2 separate regions of the Mus musculus genome follow, and region 2 is linked to region 1. The links are chromatin contacts, called in public HiChIP or PLAC-seq maps. All regions are on one chromosome and are shown on one strand. The core of a region is the stretch at or near the end of the contact, and the rest is flanking DNA. Distances in the headings are between cores, read along the strand shown. Region 1 holds the start of 4930550C14Rik (RIKEN cDNA 4930550C14 gene). Region 2 overlaps Atm (ataxia telangiectasia mutated).

Region 1 (3,906 bases), core at 624-3,123:
TCGGGGCCTGAAGAGGAAGCACAGCGGCCCCGAGAATCACTGGGTGAGTTCTCCACCAGGCGCGCCTTTTCTCAACTTTCTTCGATTTGTGATCCGAGTTTGATTGTTTGCTTTCTCAGTGGAAGAGCATGGGGGTTCATGCCTTCTGGGTAAATGTCCTACAACTGAAGTATTATAATCCCAATTTTGTACTATTATTATTATTATGTAAGTACACTGTTTCTGTCTTCAGACACTCCAGAAGAGGGCATCAGATTTCGTTACAGATGGTTGTGAGCCACCATATGGTTGCTGGAATTTGAACTCAGGACCTTCGGAAGAGCAGTCTGCGCTTTTAATCACTGAGCCATCTCGCCAGCCCCAGCATTGAGGTTTTTGTTGTTGTTGTTGTTTGTTTGTTTTGTTTTTTCAGGGTTTCTTTGTATAGCCCTGGCTGTCCTGGAACTCACTTTGTAGATCAGGCTGCCCTCGAACTCAGAAATTGGCCTGCCTCTGCCTGGGATTAAAGGCATGTGCCACCATGCCTGACTATAATCCCAAATTTTAAGACATGTTAAAATCTCGACTGTGGCTGATTGAGGGAAAGTCCTAACCACAGCCCACAATCCCTTGCCTAAAACACCCAGTCTGCAACGCTGGAGAGGGTCTGTGCCCTGCCCCCAATTCCCCTTGCAGTTCCAAGACAGCCAGGACTACATGGAGAAACCCTGCCTTGGAAAAAAAAAAAAAAAACCCTTATGGAAAAAAAATTTAAACAAAAACAAGAAAATTAATCCTTTTTTTTTTTTTTTTTTTTTTTTTTTTTTTTTTTTACAAAGTGAGTTCCAGGGCAGCCAAAACTACACAGAGAAACCCTGTCTCGAAAAAAAAAAAATTTACTCCTATCTGTGTGCTAACACGTGGCTGGTTCTGACTCCCAGCTTCATGCTCCCAGGAATAAGACTTAGACTCAAAATATATTTACAAATACCTTGGCCATAAAGCCAGGGTTTTCTCTGACTAGATCATAACTTACATAATCGACATAAACCCATTATTTTAACCTACATTTTGCCACATGGCTGGCTATCAATGCTCAGGCACCATGAGTCGGTCTCCTCACATCTTCCCGGGCTATTCTCCCTTGGGACTCTATCCCAGAATCCTTTCTGCCTCCTGGATGTTCCACCTCCCATTTCCTGCCTAAGCCATAGGCCACAGACTTTTTAATTGACAGGTGATGCATCCATACAACACACAAGTATTCTCTCTACGCATGGCCACAGTGTCTTGAAGGAGAACCAAAGCCCAAGGCCCTGTTTATGGAAACTGTGATAATTTTGAAGGTCTTGACATTCACTTTGTCACCGAATTTCCTACAGAGATTCCGCCCCCACCCCCCGTAAAAATGCATTTAGTATGTAAGGAAAATATTTTCCTAGAAGTTCATCTTCCTCACAAATTATGTTCCATGCAAGAACATAGAACTGGGCAGGTCTGAATACTCTTCATTTTACATTGTTACACTCTGACATTGAGGTAATGTCGGCGTGCAGGATATTCAACATTCAAGTCAATAAAGCATGCATTAAATATGCAGTGTGCTTTCGGGTTCTGTGAAGTCCTCTATTTAAAACCCGTGTCAGGCTAAGGAGCTTAAATTTAGAAATAGCGTTAGTCTGAGACCTCATGTTACTTAGGCCTTCAGCAAGGCCCGTCACATGCCCGAGATCTCTCTGAGTTCCTTTCTCAAGTCCTCTGCCTCTATGGCACTGAGACTGGAAGAGAGCGAGATTTCTACCAGAACAAACATCAAAGTGAGAATGGTCAGGGTTGGGGGCGGGGCCTAAGAAGGTTGCTAGGGAAGGAGCTATTAAGTCATTTCCGACTGACTAAGTCGTTACCAAGGAAACAGCGGAGAGCGACAGAGATTGGCAAGTCAAGGGACATGTTCCCTCCCCAGCTCCTTTCTGCTCTGGTGTCTGGTTTGATCTTGGCCTGCTGAAAGACGCTAAATACTCACGATCTTAGTATGCTACCATCCTTCTCCATGCTCTGTTCCCCAAACCCCTCTCCTGGCACAGTTGCTCTGCTGTGATGGAAAAGCTTTCCTCTACCTCACCAACCCCCACTCCAGCCTCGCCCTAACTCAGGAGCTGCAGCTTCGGGGATATTGCTAACCCACCTCTCGCATTGGGTTTCCTCCACCCTGTTAAATGCAGTATGTGGTTTTAGATTTTTCTCCCTAAAATATTTAGAGATGGAGGGAGCATTCTAAAGGGTACATGCTTAGGATTTCTGTCTTGTCCCTCAGTATCAAGATGTATAGGTAAAGAGGAATAGCAAAATCGTGAAGACACATTTGCTGAAAAAAATAAAATTTAGTAAAGAGAACGGGAATACGGGTTTGGAGTTGGAGGAAACCACAGGACAAGGGTGTCCACTTGCAGGGCTCCCTCTGAATCCCAGCACAGGGCTATTGGTTTGAGACTGGCTGGTAGTCCTCTCCTAATTGGCAGTTCGCACCTGGGTGTAGTAAAGTCCTGACTTAAGCAATGGTTTCCTTGTGCTCCTTGGGTCTTAGAATTGAAGTATTTCCCACGTGGTTTGAAGCCTCATAGCAAACGGTTCTGCTCTGAATCATAAGTTTCCTTTACCCTCTCCTGCGCCTTTCATCTCTCCTTCTCTAACAATATTTTCACGTTTTAGTGCCTCATATTTAAAAAAGACAAGCCCTCTTGAGTCCAGCCTCATCTTCTGGCTACTGTGTCCCTGCTTCCACATAACAGCCCAGAGCCTACTTTGTCAATTCCTCAACAACCTCGGTCTTTTGCTCTGCGGCTCCACTGCTGGTAATCAGCAGTTAGGTCTCTCTCTCTCATTTTTGACTGTACTCATGCACATTTACCTGACCTGCCATTTAGTACACTAGCAACATTTAGTATAGTTGAACGTGCCAAGGCTTTTTGGTCTTCTTTCTCCTTTCACGAAGTGCCTTTGTTCCTCGGGATCGTTTCTGCGTTGCTGTGCTAGTCACGACAGAATGGCAATGCACACGCTACACCTTTAATTTGCATCATTAACACATCGCCATAGATCCTTAAATCTTAAGTCAACTAGAAAAAGTCATAAATACCGATTTAAAACATTTGATAGTTTTCACAATGCAAATACTCTTAGGGCCAGTCTTATAGCCTCAGAACTTGAGAGAAGCTGGGCAAGGTTAACCCCTAGTCTCTTCCTTATCGTTATTGTTATTGCTGTTGTTTTGCGATTCTTCTGGAAGTGTCAGGCAAACACTCTTTCCCTGAGCTACAGCTCCGGCCCTTCCTCTTCCCACCATGTAGGTTCAATTATCAGCTCAAGTGCAACGCAACAGTTAATTGCTGGAGATTTCAAAAAAAAAAAAAAGTCTTTACATTTACCTGTGTGTATGTGTGTAGGCATTCAAACTGAGATTGTCACGCTGGCAGAGCAAGAAGTTACTCAGTGAGCTTTCTCTCCAACCCCTCAATTCACTTTTATCTCATATGCTAACACAAGAATCAACTCAGCATACGTCCCCAGAACACCCTCACAGTAGAACAACTTGACATCCACCACCTCTCCCATCACAGCTTTGGAAACCTTGGAAGGGGCTAAGAACTAGACTCTCTCCTGAGTTCTCTACTACTCTTTACAGTTCAAATAGAAACTGAAGTGCAAGTAGTGATTTTTGTTTCACCCCTTAATAGTACAAGCTTCATGTTTTTTTTTTTAAAGTAATGCATGATATATAAAATGGACAATGTAGTTAAAGTCTATAACCAATCCCAGTTCTAGGCTAGAGGCTTGGGAAACCTTGTGGCTACAGCTGTTTAAGTCGTACAATAGAGTATGTAAAGGTCACAGACTTTAAAGACATAGATGGAGCTCAACTCTGGCTAG
Region 2 (3,906 bases), core at 720-3,219, 47 kb after region 1:
AAGTCTAAAATATTTACTAGTTGTTCTTTTACAGAAAACATATGCTCATTCTTGGTCCAAACAGTGCACCTTCCTTGGGCAAGCTGCAGAACACAAGCTACCTTGCAGGACCACAAGTTACCTTGTATGTGCAGATAGTCAGTTTCCTCTTTCTAGTCTCAGTGTTTCTCTGCAGTAGTGTATTGCACATCTGGAAGACCTGCTGCATGACAGCATCTTGCCTCAGGTCATCACGGCCCTTCAGAACAACCAGACATGAACAGGCAGAGTTTACTTTATTATAAGCACAGAGTCATCTAAGAAAAGGCAGAACTAGTCAATCTGAGTTTCTACACTCATCTTCAGAATGTCTTGAATAATTAATACCTACTGTCATTTTTCACTTAGAAAAAAAAAAAAAAACAAAACCTATGAAACTGGGAAGCAGATTGATACAAAGGCCAAGTTCCTCTTAGCTGCTTCTCTAATAACTAAACTAACTCCTTCAACTGAAGGCACAATACAAAACACCCAAATAAAGTAATCTTTCATTTCTCTTCTATTTTCAGCAAGACTCCAAAAGCACCTAAGCAGCAATGCAAAGCAGGGAGTGCTGCTACTTCTCAGGAGCAAGTGGCACTGTGTCAGGCCCGGGATATTGAGTACAGGCCTTAAATTGTTCTAATCCCCACCATAAGCCTTTTTTACAAGTAAGCTCATAGCGTGTGCAATTCTTTCTCTTGAATCAACTGTGCAAGAGCCTGCTAAGCCCAGTACTGCCGACTTACAGTCTCAGCTTCTCCAGAGGCTCAGGTAAGAGGGTCTTAAATTCAAGCCCCGCCCAGGGAGCTTAGCAAGACCCTGTGTCAAATAAAACCTAAAGGAGAGCTGGGATGTAACTCAGAAGCAGATGAGCATGAGCGAGGCCCTGGTTCTAATCCATAATAGCAGGACACAAAAACAAAAATTACAGTCTTTCAGAGAAGACACACAATTCTAAAAAGCAGTTTGATTCTATCACACTGTATTTCTACTTCAAAAATGTTTTCTACCTGTCATTATTCAGGATAAAGCTAGATCCAGACAACCAAATGAGGTAAGAATTAAATATCCTGCTGTTGATGTTGATGGCATTAATCCTCTGAAGACTATACCAGAAACAGGAAGTCTTACCTTCACAAGCTGTCTCCTTTCCTTGCCATCAGAACCCACACAATCTATTATTTTGGGTAAATTTAAGCCTCCAGCTAAGCGAAATTCTGTTTTAAATGATTTTATAGTCACCAGATTTTCATACTCTCCTGTGGGATCAACCTAATAAATGATGATAAATAATTATTATAGGTCAGACAAACAAAACAGGAGAATAACTAATGATAAACAGTAAACAACCACAAATGATAACTCTGCTAATTAACAGCTGGGTTTCTAATTTCTAATTTGTTTAATTCAAGTTAGAATTAATGACACTGATAGATTTTTATTACGTTTGCTTATTTACTTGGTGTGTATGTGTGTGTATTTGGGTGACCACACATATGTGTCACCATGCTGGTACCCAGGCAGAGCTCTGGTTTAAATGATTGGCAGCAAGTGTCTTTACTTGCTGCCCAGATTTTTAAAATTACATATAACACAGTTTACTTTCTTAAACATCTTTTCATAAATCTTCAGCATTTTAAGTCAATTAAATAGTACTGCTGAAAAACTACTGAAAACTAGAACTTAGTTGTTATTTACATATGTTGAAAAAAATCTAAGGAATTATTTAATTCACAAGAGTATCATGTAAAATTTTAAAAGAGGAAATATTCAGCTAAACCACATAGCCTGTATCTGTTAACCTGCATGATGCAATAATGGGTCAAACTCAGTAACAAGAACACTAATCTTAGTGTACACATTGGAAGGAGAAAGAGAGCTGTACCATGGACCTAACGCATCAGCTTCTAAAATGGTAACCTTTAGTGTTACACACATCCTGCCCACATGGTACTTCTAGGAATAAAAGATCACTATGAATAGGTGTTTAGTACGTATACACAGCAACTTAGAGGTACCATAACACCTACTGTTTTACTAAATAATATAGTTACATCACAGCCAATACATCCCAGTGCATACTGAATGACTAAAAACCAAAACGGCGACAACAAAAATGATGGAGTGGTGTTGCCCACCCGCAAACCAGAGGTAGAGTGTTCCATCACCATGGGCATGAAACACACCCACACACTGAGAAAGAATAATACAGAGAAAAACAGTGAACGGGACACAGGTCTGTAGTCCCAGGTACTCAAAAGACAGAGAGGAGGATGGTCAAGTTCTAGTCTTGCTTCAATTACAGAGCAGGTTCATAGTCAACAAAGTGAGACCCTGCCTTAAACGTATAAAAAAGGCTTCCCCAGTGCATAATAGGTTCAGTCCCTAGAGTTAAAATAACAATAAGAGATAACAGGAAAGAAAAGAAGGGAGGGAGGGAGGGAGGGAGGGAGGAAGGGAGGAAGGGAGAGAGAGAGAGGTGGGGGAAGGGAGAAAAAAAGAAAGAAAAAAATCTAATGGACAACCTATAGGTAGAAAGATATGAAACTACAATAATTAGCCATTTGGACTGAAAAAAAATCTACAAATAATTTAATCTACTAATGTGTAATTTAGTCTTATTTTTTTTTAAAGATTTATTTATTTATTATATGTAAGTACACTGTAGTTGTCTGCAGACAGGCCAGAAGAGGGAGTCAGATCTTGTTACAGATGGTTGTGAGCCACCATGTGGTTGCTGGGATTTGAACTCCGGACCTTCGGAAGAGCAGTCGGGTGCTCTTACCCACTGAGCCATCTCACCAGCCCGTAATTTAGTCTTATTAAAAATCAAGAGTTAACCGTCTTCTGGAGTGTCTGAAGACAGCTACAGTGTACTTAGATATGATAAATAAATAAATCTTTAAAAAAAAATCAAGAGTTAATAGTAAATTACCTTAATTTCCATAGTGGGAACAACAACATCTTCTAAATTCTTCAGTTTAGTGATTGGCTGGTTGGCTGGAATATTGATGCCTTCTACGTTAAAAATAAATAGATTTTAGTGACAGCTGTAAACGGAGGACTATCACTGCAGGTCAAGCTGGACAGCGGCAGTGGTACTTTCACACATACTTCTCTGAGCCCTCCACTGAGAGGCGTCCATGTTTGCCAAGATGATGTAGGCATCGCAGAGCGCCTCCATGTCCTTCACCATCTTACATCGCTTACTTCTGATGGAGTGGATGATTCTGGTTGCAGCCTCTGTTCGATCCTACCATCAACAACAAAGAACAAGACCCACTAAACATTTAAGTTTCTTGGAGCTATACAAAGAGAATCCATGCACAGATCTAGACAACGAAAGGACTATAATTCCTCAGATGCAAACAAAACACCCACTCAGGGAATGAAATACACACATAAAAAAATTCAAGGTTAATGACTTGGGTACTTTTCAAAAATCTGTTTTTCTGGGCCTAGAGAGATGGTTCAGTGGTTAAGAGCACTTGCTGCTCTTTGGGAGGACCATGGTTTGGTTCTCAGAACCTACATGGCAACCCCAGGTCCAGGGACATCCAAAACCCTCTCCTGGCTTCTGTAGGGGCCAGATGTACATATGGTGCAGAGAACCACTCATGAATGTTACAAATAAATCATTTTAAAGATCTGCTTTTTCTTTGCCCATTGCTGCCAGAAAACAAAATCAAACTGGTATTTTAAAATACCAGCTTAGAAATTGTTAACCAATTCTGGGTGGCATCATCATAATAAAGGATATAGAATACTACCAGAAACATACATTCTTAAAGTCTCTGAGAATTAAAAAAGGAATATTCTGGGGAAGAATGACCATCACAACACAAAAGGGTACTTGCATTTACCCAAATACCTCATCAAGGTGAG

Evidence for each region. HiChIP or PLAC-seq counts read pairs in DNA pulled down with a chosen protein or histone mark.
Region 2: a BATF HiChIP or PLAC-seq map of CD8 T cells shows a contact between it and region 1, with 19 read pairs. The contact joins the enhancer-like site here to the promoter of 4930550C14Rik in region 1. A contact is called at or near these places in 2 of 39 promoter capture datasets (the 3T3-L1 cell line and 3T3-L1-derived adipocytes), 3 of 484 Hi-C or Micro-C datasets (the P5424 cell line, Th1 cells and uterus), 2 of 115 datasets of contacts at active chromatin or transcription factors (CD8 T cells and embryonic stem cells) and 3 of 9 other capture datasets (adipose tissue, liver and pancreatic islet).

The regions. Positions count from the first base shown.
Region 1 is chr9:53,403,413-53,407,318 of GRCm38.p6, forward strand. It overlaps 4930550C14Rik (RIKEN cDNA 4930550C14 gene), which reads left to right and starts at 1,874. Exons shown (of 9, transcript NM_001376944.1): 1 at 1,874-2,200.
Region 2 is chr9:53,450,397-53,454,302 of GRCm38.p6, forward strand. Atm (ataxia telangiectasia mutated) reads right to left here. Exons shown (of 63, transcript NM_007499.3): 52 at 3,893-3,906; 53 at 3,136-3,274; 54 at 2,957-3,039; 55 at 1,153-1,293; 56 at 122-238. Among named protein-coding and RNA genes, the nearest start is that of 4930550C14Rik, 47 kb to the left of the region's middle. Within about 2 kb of position 1,970, at least 10 of the 459 cell types and tissues checked have an H3K27ac peak or open chromatin away from gene starts, as enhancers often do. A contact at or near this core is called in CD8 T cells, where this site is marked.